2 separate regions of the Rattus norvegicus genome follow, and region 2 is linked to region 1. Evidence: chromatin contacts called from public Hi-C data. All regions are on one chromosome and are shown on one strand. Each heading gives the region's core, a stretch centred on a gene start, on an enhancer-like site or on the middle of the called end of the contact. The rest is flanking DNA. Distances are from core to core; before and after follow the strand shown. Region 1 holds the start of Ttn (titin). Region 2 overlaps Ccdc141 (coiled-coil domain containing 141).

What was found. Hi-C and Micro-C count contacts between places; a contact is called where the count stands out from the background.
Region 2: a Hi-C map of the A7r5 cell line shows a contact between it and region 1, with 2.3 times the contacts expected there. The contact joins the enhancer-like site here to the promoter of Ttn in region 1. A contact is called at or near these places in 5 of 12 Hi-C or Micro-C datasets (the A7r5 cell line, frontal cortex, hepatocytes and 1 more).

The regions. Positions count from the first base shown.
Region 1 is chr3:82,329,062-82,335,464 of GRCr8, reverse strand. It overlaps Ttn (titin), which reads left to right and starts at 3,355. Exons shown (of 297, transcript NM_032068.1): 1 at 3,355-3,560; 2 at 5,632-5,735. The coding sequence starts at 5,645.
Region 2 is chr3:82,423,167-82,429,477 of GRCr8, reverse strand. All of the region lies in intron 8 of Ccdc141 (coiled-coil domain containing 141), which reads left to right. Among named protein-coding and RNA genes, the nearest start is that of Ccdc141, 91 kb to the left of the region's middle. Within about 2 kb of position 3,302, at least 10 of the 93 cell types and tissues checked have an H3K27ac peak or open chromatin away from gene starts, as enhancers often do. A contact at or near this core is called in the A7r5 cell line, where this site is marked.

The sequences.
Region 1 (6,403 bases), core at 2,106-4,605:
CGTGGTGTGTCAGGTTCCCACTGCCCTGGCACTGTCCTTGTGTCACTTAATCTTCCTGACAGTTCTTTGAAATGGATATTATAATCCACAACCCACAACAGGCAAATCAGAGACTCAAGTTGCCTATAGCCCACTGAGAGTCAAAGTAGGACTCCCTCCAAATGGCCCTGCAGTTGGTGCTGTGGAGAACTTGAAGAATTATACTTTCTGATTTCTTACTTTGTCAAATGTTTGTAAAATGATATTTTTGCTTTTGGATGCTAGTTATGATATTAGATATGGTACTGACCAGTAGCACAGGGTGAGGAGTAGTAGAAACTGATTCCTTTAGCCTTGCTGATGAAGAGACAGTCTTCACTTAAAGTTTAAGCAATGATTTCTGCCCTTCTCCCACCCCATGTAGCTTCTCTGACTTTGTCACCTACAGAAGGCACATGTGAACAAACACAAGCTGCTGGACTCAGCCCTTCCTTCCCTGTGCACTTCCTGAACTTGCTTTGTTGTACTTCCTTGTGGTGGGTCCATGTTTGCGTGTTGGAGTTGTGTGAGTGGGGGAAGGATTAGACAGACGCTGTGTGAATACACACAGCTGGGCTTACTAACACACAGACTCCTGGGGGACAGATGTTCGATTCCTGTGAATTACCATGATCCCATTGCCAGTAGCAATGTATGCTTTATATTTAACAAATATATATTTTAATAAAGTGTAAGAGGCACTAATGTTGCTTGTTTCCCTTAGATACTACTCTTGAAATTGAGCATTAACATTGGACCTACTCCTCAAATGACTCTCAGGAAGTCAGAACTGTGGTACGCGGTTCTGTATAACACAAAGGAAGTCTGAAAGCAGCAGAAGTGGGGAATGAGTAGCCCTTCGAGTTCGCGGATGCTCTTACCTTCATCTCAGTCACTGAATAGTAACAGTTTATCAGTTGTCTGGGAAGACCTTCTTCCATAGGAGTTTAAACAACGAGGCTGTCTTCTCTGAGGGTGCCACTGACCTCTAGCACAAGGCTGGGCACAAAGTCACCACCCAGTCCATATTAGTTGCCAGGAAAGAGTGACAGACTGTAAGTCACAATAATTTAAACTGTTCAGCACTGAGCATGTGTTTGATAAAATATTTACTAAATTACATTGACTGCGATGCTCAAAGGGAGAATCGCGCCACACATTCCGAAACTAAGTAGGCATTATATTTGAATTAGCAGCTGTTAGGGATTATCTGTGTGACTCCCTAGTCAGGATACTAAATGGAGATCTTACAGCATCAGCAAACTCCTCAGTCTGAGAAGCGGCTCATTTCCAACGGGTCGACTTGCTAGGCTCCAACTCTGCCATACTTAATGCAAAAGCTAATGCTTCCCGTGGTGCTAGACACATTCTGATACTGTTCAGAGATCAGTCACCCTGCCTCTTTTCATGGCACTGCGTGAGTGTTTGCTGATTCCCTTTCCCTTCCCCACTCTCCCTCTCTCCTTCTTAACTCTGAGCGTTCTCTAAACATGAGCACCCAAAGGCAAGTACCTCAGCCATACTGAAAGGTCTAGAAAGTTCAAGGACAGCGGACAGACAGGCAGCTCAGGAGGAGACACACATGACTTTAGGCTTGCAATATATGATGTGTTTTCATGGCTTATCTGCTCCCGGAATTGTGCTGGGCTGGGCTCCGGATCTCTAGTCAGTTGTTCAGTTGTTAGTTGTAGTTTCCAGGACTAAGATGGCTGGACTTGCCCTGATTAAACATGACAGGACACTGACATACTCCAGATTAGAAACATATATACTGCACACACACACACACACACACACACACACACACACACACATACACACACACAGAGAGAGAGAGAGAGAGAGAGAAATAAATGCACAGATGAATTTTAAATAAATAGCAAATTATTTTGAGCACCCCAAACAAAAAGTTGACTTATTGCCTATTATGACTGACATGTTCCCTTTTATCAGGAGTCTCTGTTGGATTCTTGGGAGTCATTGTCAAGGTACACAACATGAAGCGGGCCCCTTAGGGAAGAAAGGGATGGAGTGAGTTATAGCAGGCACAGTCTGGTGGGGGTGGGGCTTGGTGGCTCCAGGACAGAAGGCAGCACTTAGGTGAAGGAGATAGCTGTTTAAATAAGGACGGGTGGTGTCAGCTTGTTATCAGAGCTGCACCACTGACAGTCGCTGGTAAATTGAAGCTGTTAAATGTTAATGAACTATCACTCTATAGGTAAGCAGGAGACAGAAAAGCCTCAAAATGTTCAAAGTCGACTGCAAGGCCAATTTATCCCACAACAGGGAACTTTTTTTTTTAATTACAAACATAAGGAAACCTAACTTAAAATTTAATTTTTTTAGTCTACTTTATTGATAAAAGTGTCTTTCCTTTATCAATGAGTCAATTTTCTCCGCTCTAAGCAGAATTTTACAAATCCCTGAGTTGAGCCACAACAAAGGCTGTTTGATATGATCTTTTGTATTTGAACTGTCTGTTGCTTGAAATTAAATTCACTCCTAAAATAGCAAGTATATCATGCCCTAAGCACTTCCCATTAGTGACAGCGAGCTGCAGAGATTAGGAGCTCACCCTGGTACTAACCTTACACCGAGTAAAACAACACTGTGGATAGTTTAAGCTTGGACTTCACCAGGCAGCAAGGGCAGCCTGTGGGTATCGGTAAATATTACTGGCAGGCAAAAATGAACTCTCGTTAGAGCAAAGGCATTGTCCCATACAGTGCACTGCATACATTATGCAGACTTTGCCTTTGGGTCTTATTTCCTGCAGAACTGTGCCACACATAACTCACTAACACTGGGGTGGCTATTCCATAGAACCAACAGGACAAATGGGTTCTCTTCAAGTGCTAAGTTTATCAGAGAAGATGAAACCTATGTATGATATAAATTACTTCATCAGCTGTCATGATTGGCAGGTCCATTTGGTTGGGTTTAGAGGGCAGGGAACAGAAGTGGAGCCTGACTCACAGAGCACCGGGCTCAAGTTCAGGATTCTTTTAGATCTACAAATGTCCAAAAGTTTTATCCTTTGTCACATTCTGGCTTCAGGTCCACCTGGGTAGATTTTTCACGTTTGCAACAAACACTCCTGTCTCTGAGCCCCTGTTGAGGTCGTTTTTAAAATACAATTCTATTTCCTCGGTAAAGCCTCTTCTAAAAGGCTAAATTTAGCACTGCCAATCAGAGGAACAGGTGGTTTGTGCTACTCCCAAATAGGTCCTCTCCCATCATGCCTTCCTAACGGAGCCAATCACAGAGCCAGGCTCTAAGGATGTTGGGCTGTCAGCAGATCTGGGAAATATAAGGGCCAGCCAGCCCCTGGCTCTGGAGCAGTCGCGCATTCCCACCTCGCCTCGGGTGTAGGGATTGCATAGAAAACAAAACTACACAGTCCTGACTGTGTGGTTTTGTTTGGAGGGTTAGAGGCTCACCGATTCATGTCGGAGATGGTTGGAAAAACCAACTCTACGTAGGACGTCGTTTCAGAACCTTGGGCTTGGTCCCACCCTTTTTGGGCACTCTTGAGAAATCAGGTGAGTGAGAACCAGTTTGTTTGACTCCTAGACCTCTTTCTGATTGGTTGCTATTTGATGATTTGAGCCACGAATGCCTTCTGTTAAAGGTTTCATCTTGCTGACCTACAGTGTGAATCTGCATTTTAAATTTGGTTTTGAAATGTACATTTTCTGAAAGAAAGAGAGAGAGAGAGAGAGAGAGAGAGAGAGAGAGAGAGAGAAATCAAGTACTTATGCCTATAACCATAGTCAACCATTCTGATTTTTAAAGAGATGCCCTAGAACCAGGAGTCTGAAGTGGGGGCTTAAATGTTTGCTTCCTTAGTAGACTTGTCTGTGGAGAATGTACAAGGTCATGTGACCAGGTGATAAAGCAAGGCAGGCCAAGAATAGCACAGAGAAAACCCATGTGGCATCAGCTACACCCAGTGACTTTTTAAGGGAATCAACTGCTAAGGTATCTGTTGCGGACTGTGGAAGAACACTTGTCTGCTGTCAGTCAAGCCGGATGGTTTATTTTGGGAGTGTGACATTTGAGATGCATGCCTGCAGCCTTAGGCCTCCAAGAAGCAAGTGCTCACAGAAATAAATTTAGTCTTCCTAGACAATGAGAATATCAAACCTATCTGGGCTCTTTAATTCCCAACATTTTTATAAGTTTTCAATGAAGCTATAGAATTGCTTTCTAGAAGATTCCAAATCTCATTATGCATTTTAATTCAACCCACAATCCAGTTATATGGTGTGAGATAATGTTAATGCTAAAAAGGGTAAGAAATAAAAGATTCTTAATTTCTAAATACACTTTGATTTCCTATCTTCCTGGGATTAGATTACAAATTGTAAATGCCCGTTATTAGATAAATACATAATTATACGTGGTTTATCTAAGGAGATAGCTATTTTTTGAGAATACACTGGCTTGCAGACAGGAAAAACTAGACATAAGATGTGTTCACCCGAAAGATAACGTGCTGGAAGCAAGAGTTCCTGAGAAATGGTTCCTGGAAATTTTTGGGTGACATCTGGATTTTTATGGGGTATGAATTTTGTCTCAAAAAAAAAAAATCAGTTACAGGACTAAGAAGGATATTGCAGGGTAACATTTAGTGAACAAAGACCGTTGTGAAGGATAAGAATGAGGCAATTGGCAATTCTGCCCTTTAATGTCAGAACATTGGTGTGCTTCAAGGAACTACTTAGGTATTTATGCATAAGAATTTTCTCATGTAGTCTCAGAAAATGGTAGATGAAATACTTTCCTCCACTTACAAAAGGGCTTAACTGCAAATTTTACTCGTTTTTTTTTTCTTTTTGTTGTTGAATATTTCACATAATGAAGCACAGATCTTTTTATTCCGATGAACAATTCCCACCAGCCCTCCGTTATTCGGTTCACACACAGCTCCGTTCATGTGAAGAACTCAAGGCTGCATTTTTCTTTCAGACCTATAATAAACTTTGGCCTGTTACATATTCTTCCTGAATATTACTTCAACGGCATTAACTGTGCCATTGCATACAATGTACAGAAATACTAGGGTGTGGGAAGCTCCTCATGCTGTCGGAAAGAGCAAAAAGCTTGAGGAGGAGAAAACACTTGCCAACACTTTTCAAGTCAGCCAACTGCTTGCAAAGTACAGATTTTTTCGTTTGGGCGGTGATTTTAAGTAAGGGGACAGAGCCTGAAGCAAGGTCACCTTATAAAACGCTGGCACTACGCGTGAGAACTGCTGGGGAGGGAACTGTTGTTTATGCGATTGTGTCTTACACGCTGTGTCGATGCAAAGGTTCATTTGTCACACCACGACTCTGAAATCCCTTGGCTGCTCCTGTGTTCTAGCATGGTTTTCCCTTTCACTCTGGCCCAACCTGAGTTCTCGGTGTTAGTATGAGCGAATGTTCCGACTCTGACCACTAGGGGGCGCTCCTTGCTCTGTTTGTCCAACCAGGAGAAGGTGTCCTCTTGCTCTAGTGCCTCATACTGGACAAATCCATTTGGGGAAATACATGTCTGTCTCCACCAAGAAGATGCTGAGGGGCCTTGAGCATCAATATTCTTACTGGGTTTTTCTTTTTTTCTTTCCAGAGTGCCTAAAAAGATGACTACTCAAGCACCGACGTTTACGCAGCCGTTACAAAGTGTTGTGGTACTGGAGGGTAGTGCCGCAACCTTTGAGGCTCACATTAGTGGTAAGCTCTTATGAAGGCTTTCCCTTCCCCTTCCACCTGCCTCCTCCAATACACGGAACGTTCTCTTTGTCTTGAAACCAAGTTTAAAAGCTGCTTTTACTATGTAAAATTGGCATAACACGACAGAAGGGTCATTTTAAGGGCACACCATTCACAGGATGCTGACAATATAATGACTTAAAAATGTTTTGAAAATGTTTTATTCATATTTATAGTTCTACAAAGCAAAAATAATTAGCATTAGGTTAAAATTTGCTGTCAGAATCCAGCAACTAAGAAGAATCAAATTTGGTCATTCTATATTTGGGTTCGGGGGCAGATCCAGCCTGACAGACTAGAACCCTAGTACTGTGGGATTCAGTGACAGAGATTCTTGGTAGATAGTCTGGGAACCCCAATTTTATACATATAAAACACACGTTTTATATACCATATTTAATAAAATGTATATTTTATGTATCATTATTAAATACACAAATATATGATATAATTTAACATTATATAATTTAATATATAAATGTTATAGTAAATATATACTATATATTGTAAATACATGCAATTATATATTTATATGTATATAAGGCATTCATCACAACTTTCCATAGGAGCAGACACAGTGACTACTCATGATATTTATTTTGTTGTTTTTCCATCTTTATTAAATTACT
Region 2 (6,311 bases), core at 2,053-4,552, 94 kb before region 1:
AAACCTCAGCAAATAGACAATGAAGGTGGGCAAACTGTTAGTACAGAAGTAGTAAATAAATATATGATCGAAAGGTGTGGAAACTCTTCAACGTCATTCATCACAAGATCCCTAAACCCAGTTCAGGCTTAATCATCTGATTGTCAAGATAGTCAATTTTGGGGTGCTATAAATCAATAGTAGGGTGTTTCCCTGGTGTCTCTGAGGTCCTGGATTCTACCTCCAGTTCTGCAAATACAAACAGAGATATTTCATTTTATTCCTACTCAGCAGTAAACATTTTTTTCCAGTAATTTTCCAGTAATTCATAGTAAGTAAATCTGTCAGTGGCCCTTTAAGTCATGAATGTATTCACTGGAAGTCCTCCCATGTGTCCTTCCACACTACTACATATCTCTTTTGGCAGTGAACATGTTCAGGCTTGTGGTAATCATTTCTTGGTAGATTTATTTTTCCTTGCCCAATTAAAATTCTTTGCAGCTAAGAAGCACGTCTATCTTACTTTGTATTTACCCAAACAGTCTAGTGCCTTCTATTTAATTATTTGAGCCATTGACAGCACGAAATACAAACTATAAAGGAGTGGCTGGTCTGCTGGAGACTAGGCCGCTCTGAGCGTGACAGCTCTGAACGTCATCAGAGCTGCTGTGGCGACTTGTACGACACCTTCAGGACAAAACCTACTGGTTATTGACATATTCTCATAGTAGAGGAGGCATTGGCCCCTCACCTGGGGTTCTCGCCATTGCTTCCGGTACATAGATATATAATTTGCTCCTAAATGTACATAGTCTCGTCATCTCAGGGGGAGCTGGTGATTATAGTGTGTGCAGCAGGTAAAGGGACCAGCGTCGACCTCTTAAGCTATGGGAAGGTTGTCATCTGTGCTGCAGTGAGACTCTGCATTGATGCGGCTGCTTCGCAGTCATGCATGCTATGGGAAGGTTGTCATCTGTGCTGCAGTGAGACTCTGCATTGATGCGGCTGCTTTGCAGTCGTGCATGCTATGGGAAGGTTGTCATCTGTGCTGCAGTGTGACTCTGCATTGATGCGGCTGCTTCGCAGTCATGCATGCTCCTATGAGTAACTCCATGTTCGATAAGTAAGCCCAACAGACTCATTGGTTTCCCGGGTTGGACCTTGAGAGAATTCTACTTACAATATAAGTAAACATTTTTTTCCAGTAATTAATAGTAAGTAGACATTTGTTCCCATCTCCCCAAGAAAAGTTTATACAACCAAGAACAATATACTATGTCCTTCGTAACATTATATTGACACACTGAGATAAGATCAATTTAAAAGGAAAAATCTTACTAAGATAACGAAAGAACACAGATTGCCAGTGCAAGTTCTGCGTCACACCCGAGCAGCTAAGTAGAGTTAAATAAGAGAAAATACCACATGTGTCACCCTTCCACCGACTCCAGGCAGTACTGATTGTTTATTTATTATTCCTGTCATGTTCCTCACCGCTCAGGAGAGAGGTTGACTTCATCATCTCCTCATGCCACCTAGTGTTCAGAATTCTTACGTTGTCTGACAGAACAAACAGCTGGTTATATGGCATGTAGATTTAGCCTTTGAACGTGAGTTTTCTCTTCAAAAAACAGTCGAACAACCCCTCATTTACTTTAGAGAATATAATTCCATAATCTTTTTAGGGTAGGTGACGAGTTATATATGCATTTAAGGGTATAGTTGGAGTATAAAATAGAAATGATAGGACACTGAGGAAAATTTAGAAGTATTTATTAGCATGACTGCTAAAATAACATCCTGGAGCCAGGCTGGGGACGAATTTGGCCTGACACGTTTACTAACCACGTGGCCTCGGATATGTACCTAACTTCTCCCCGTTACTGACATCTTCATTTGTAAAGTAGAAATCCTAATTCTGCGTTCTTCCAGGATCTCCAGCCCATCCCAGTATGGTGATACAGGACTAGGGTGTAGCCCAGCTGAGGGCTTGCTGAGTGAATGCACATCAGAGCACTTGCCCTAGCTCTGTCATTCCATATGCATTCCACATTGCTTCAGCCACTCTAATGTGGCAAATCTATGTGCATCACGCAGTTGAGTCTCTAGTCCATAGATATTGCTGGATATTCCTTGAAGGGATTAAAAACAGAAACAATTCACACGCGATGATTTCCCTTATGAATAGAACAAAGGTCATCCTAAAAATCACTTAAGTCAATGAAGATGAAAGAAAAACATAGTGAATAGACTTGAGATACCTAAAGTTCTACTTAATGAGTCTCATTTCATCTGTAAGATGAATTTGCCTCAGGAAGCCTAAGACGTCAGTATGTAAATTTCCTTCATTCTCTTATGGATAAAACACCGCTGACACACGCATTCGATTTAAAGCTTCTTTTCCAGCATTTTTCAGCTTGTGGAGAAAACCTGCTGCGCAACAAATGCCTTTAAATACAGCTTAATAGGACCACTGTCTACCCGGAGACCGGAAGGGATGGTGCGGGGCAGCAAAACAACTTTGAGAAAGTAGGAACCCATGGGGGCAGTGGAGAATTGGGAAAGGGGACCTGAAATCCAGTTACACCTCTTCATTGGTTTGCAAGCGGGAACAATTTTGGTCAAACGTCCTGAACATGAGTTACTTCAGCAGCCTGAGCCACCAGCGGGTGTCTGAGGTGCTGCTTAGGGAAGGAAAGTGAAGACGTGGGTCCTTATATAAGCCGCCCAGAGGAGATCGGACTCTCTGAAGGCAGTGGGATCAGGGGCTCTGATCCGAAGCTGTTTTGTGTCCTTGGGTGTTTTCCAGGGTGTGTCATTTTGCTGTTTCCTAATATTGACTCTTCCACATTTATTAGTCAAAAATCTAACGTTGTTATTGACCAGCGTCTTTGGGAACCAGCATGGCAGCAGAATTACTCTGGATGGCTCGTGGTTCTTAAATCATGGGTCTTGTCGATATTTAAAAAGAGTAAAACATGCCATTCCCCGATACCATCTATGTTTGATTTGGTAAAGTTGAGCTTGGGTCTGCATTTAACACAGTGAACAGGGGAGATTTTTATTGGCTTCTTTAAGAACAAAAGCCAAGCAGTTCCTTAATCTTTTCCAAATTAGGGCCCAAAGGAGCTGACCTGTCCCCTCCCTGTGTGGAGGGACGGAGCGGTAGCATGTGAGATGCTTTGGATGCCTGGGACCCAGCAGGAGAGAACACTGTCCTTGTGCTTTTATCTCTGCCCCAACCCCCAGTCTAGACATAAATGCTTATTCACTCTGGACATATAAGGCTGAAGAAGCAGGAGGCTATGAAAAGAAAGGCCAAGGGGGAGGAGACTTTAATTCCAAGAGAGTCTGTCCGAGGCTCACAGTGTTCTTATCTGCAGGAAGACCTTCTGTAGTGTATTTGCAACAAAGAGATCCAGTATATCAAGTTCCCTACAGGTCGGGTACATAAGAGATCGGGTCCGTTCTATTTTGGGAAGGGTAATGCTTAGATCATTTCTGGAATTGGCACATGGATTCCTCACCAAATTCTACACGGGAATGAGAGAGAGGAATTTTGCATACCATTCAGCCAGTCACAGAGAGTTTGATTTTGAAAGAAGACTTCTTTCCAAAGCCTGAAGGTTTAGCTGTTATTTTTGTGTCTACAGAACTATCCCTATTATGCTTAAAACTAAGTATGCTGGTTAGTGTTGTCAACCTGACTCAAACTAGAGTCATCTGGGAAGAGGGAACCTCTGTGGAAGAATTGTCTCCATCAAACTGGCCTACAGGCATGTTTTTTGGAGCATTTTCTTTAATTAATGGTTGTTGGAGGATCAAAGCCACCTCAGGCAGTACCATCCCTGGGCAGGCGATCCTGGGTCAGAAAACAAGGAAAGCGAGTAGCTGTGTTCCTCCTTGGTCTCTGCTTCAGTTCCTGCCTCCAGCTCCTGCTTTGTCTCCCCTCAAATGACGGACTTTAATCTCTAAGATGTTATAAACTCTTTACTCCAGAGGGTGCTTTTGGTCTTGTTTTATTGCAACAACAAAAATCCAACTAAAACATTAAGTAAGGAACTCCTTCATAGGATCCTTCTCCCTCCACTCAGAGAAACATGTCCACTCTGCACAGGTTTGTGTTAAGCTAATGAAAGGAAACCTGTCATCTCCTTTATATTGCTATTATATTTTGTCATTTGCTTTATTATGTAGAGGAAACCATGAAATGTATTCCTAACAGTTGACCTATTTGCAAAGAGACAGTGGAAGAAAATCGGAGTTCTTTGATTCCAAGCTAATGAGTTACCTTTGCTTTTGATTTAAGACTCTTATTTCTAGTGCCTAGCTGGCCCTTCAGTTTATCTTCATTCATTTCGGAAGTCATACCTTTATTATAGCATCGTGACTAAGACACAGTGACACTGCATGTGCATCCAACAGCCTTGCACTTTTAGCTCTGACTCCTATGAAGATGACACCATGGTTGAGGTCTGAGAGAGGTCTTTCACAGAAGAAAGCCCCGTAGAATGAAATTCAGGCACCAGGTGGCTGCCTTCTTCTAAGAGATTCTTTTAAAGATGTGTTCGATTGATCAAAATTTAGAACAGCAGCTAACGGTGTCTGAGTACTGCCCATCTGTCCTCATTCTTAGTTACTTTCATTATTTTTCTTAATTTTCAAAACAACAGTGAGCATAGCATGATTTATTATTAAAACAGAATGAGGTTAGCTTTGTAACCAAGAAGAGATACCATAAATTCTCCATCCCTCCCCCCATTGGTAGAAGGATACTAAGACTTCTCTTTAAAGGAGGAAAGGAGACCACATCCTGACCTTTACATGTGGACTTTCCATTTATCTCTTCCCTTGGTGGACCTTGGAATTCGTCAATCTAAACTACAAATATAACACGGAACAATTCACCAACCTTAAACTGTAAGTGGGACTTAAGGGAAGCCAAGGTAATTTTAGCCACCAGAAGTTTGCTTTAGGCATTGACTTTAAATCTTATCCTTGATTAACAAGAAGCACCATTTTGTCCTAAATAGACAACCCCATATTTAAAATAAAATTGAAATCCTAGAAACAGAGCTTGCTCCTCAGTGATGCCTCAGTGAGCTATGGGAAAGTCATAAAACCACATCCTCTAACATCGGCATACCGCCTGACTTTGCTCTGTTTCTAATTGCAAGAAAAACAGGATCAGGTAAGAAAGGGTCCTTGGGTATCAAAGTTTCTTTAAAAGACTTAAGTGACTAAGAGAGCAAACCTGAAAGATGTGAGGACATTGGAGGAAGAAGAGAATTTCACCATGAAAGAGCATCTGAGAGATTTCTATAGATTTTAACTCTGTCTAGTTGAATTTGGCCGTTCACTTTGGGGCATATCAAACTGTCTTCTGTGAGAATGAACTAAGCCCCACCTTGCCTCCCTCAGGTCTCCACTAGCCTACCTCTTCTTGTCTCTGATGGTCTGGGATCTTCCCTGACAGTCTTCTGTGGGTACCCCTTCTCCATTCTCCTCAGAGGATTCCCACTTAGCAATCTGGAAAGACTAGACTTCAAGGCTTTTGCTGGTGTTACCTGGTGTTGCATGGTGCTATATACCTTTTATGATAGACCTGTTCTTCAGAGTGGTATAGAACATTCTGAAGGGTGGCTTTCTGCAATAGCACTGACTGGAAGACGACTTCTCTAGATGGTCAGCCTTTTATTGACTCACTCGTTCCCTCTCTAGCCCAAAGGTCAGAAATGGCTATCAGGAGACCGACAAAGACTGCACTCTGCTTTACCTTTTTTAAAAATATCTTTAAACATTACAGTCCTCCTTATTTTTCTTATTTTATTTTTATTTGCATAGTGTATGTGTTGGGAGGGGTATATAAACACAAATACAAGTGTCTGTAAATTCCAGAAGAGGACATAAGGTTCCCTAGAGCTGGAATTGCAGAAGGTTGTAAGTCTCCCAATGTGGGTTTTAGGAACAAACCTCAGGTCTGCTGCAAGAGCAGTATGCCCTCTTAACTGCTGAGACATCCCTCTAGCAAAATGCTTCAGTGTCTTAATGTCACCTAAGCCTCCATAGCCAATAAACAGCTCCTTCATATTTCATGTTAATTTTGTAAACTCCATCCTCTACATTGGGCAGTCAGTCTGTTTGCCAATGCAGGAAAAAAATGGAGTTTAAAAATCTTATTTTAAGACAAAACCTTGAGCAGAGGTGGCTGGAGAGATGACTTGATGTTAAGAGCATTGGCTACTCTTCCAGAGGACAGGGATTCCGTTTCCAATACCAACCTAGCACTTCACAACCATCTGCAACTCCAGGTCAAGGTAACCCCATGACCT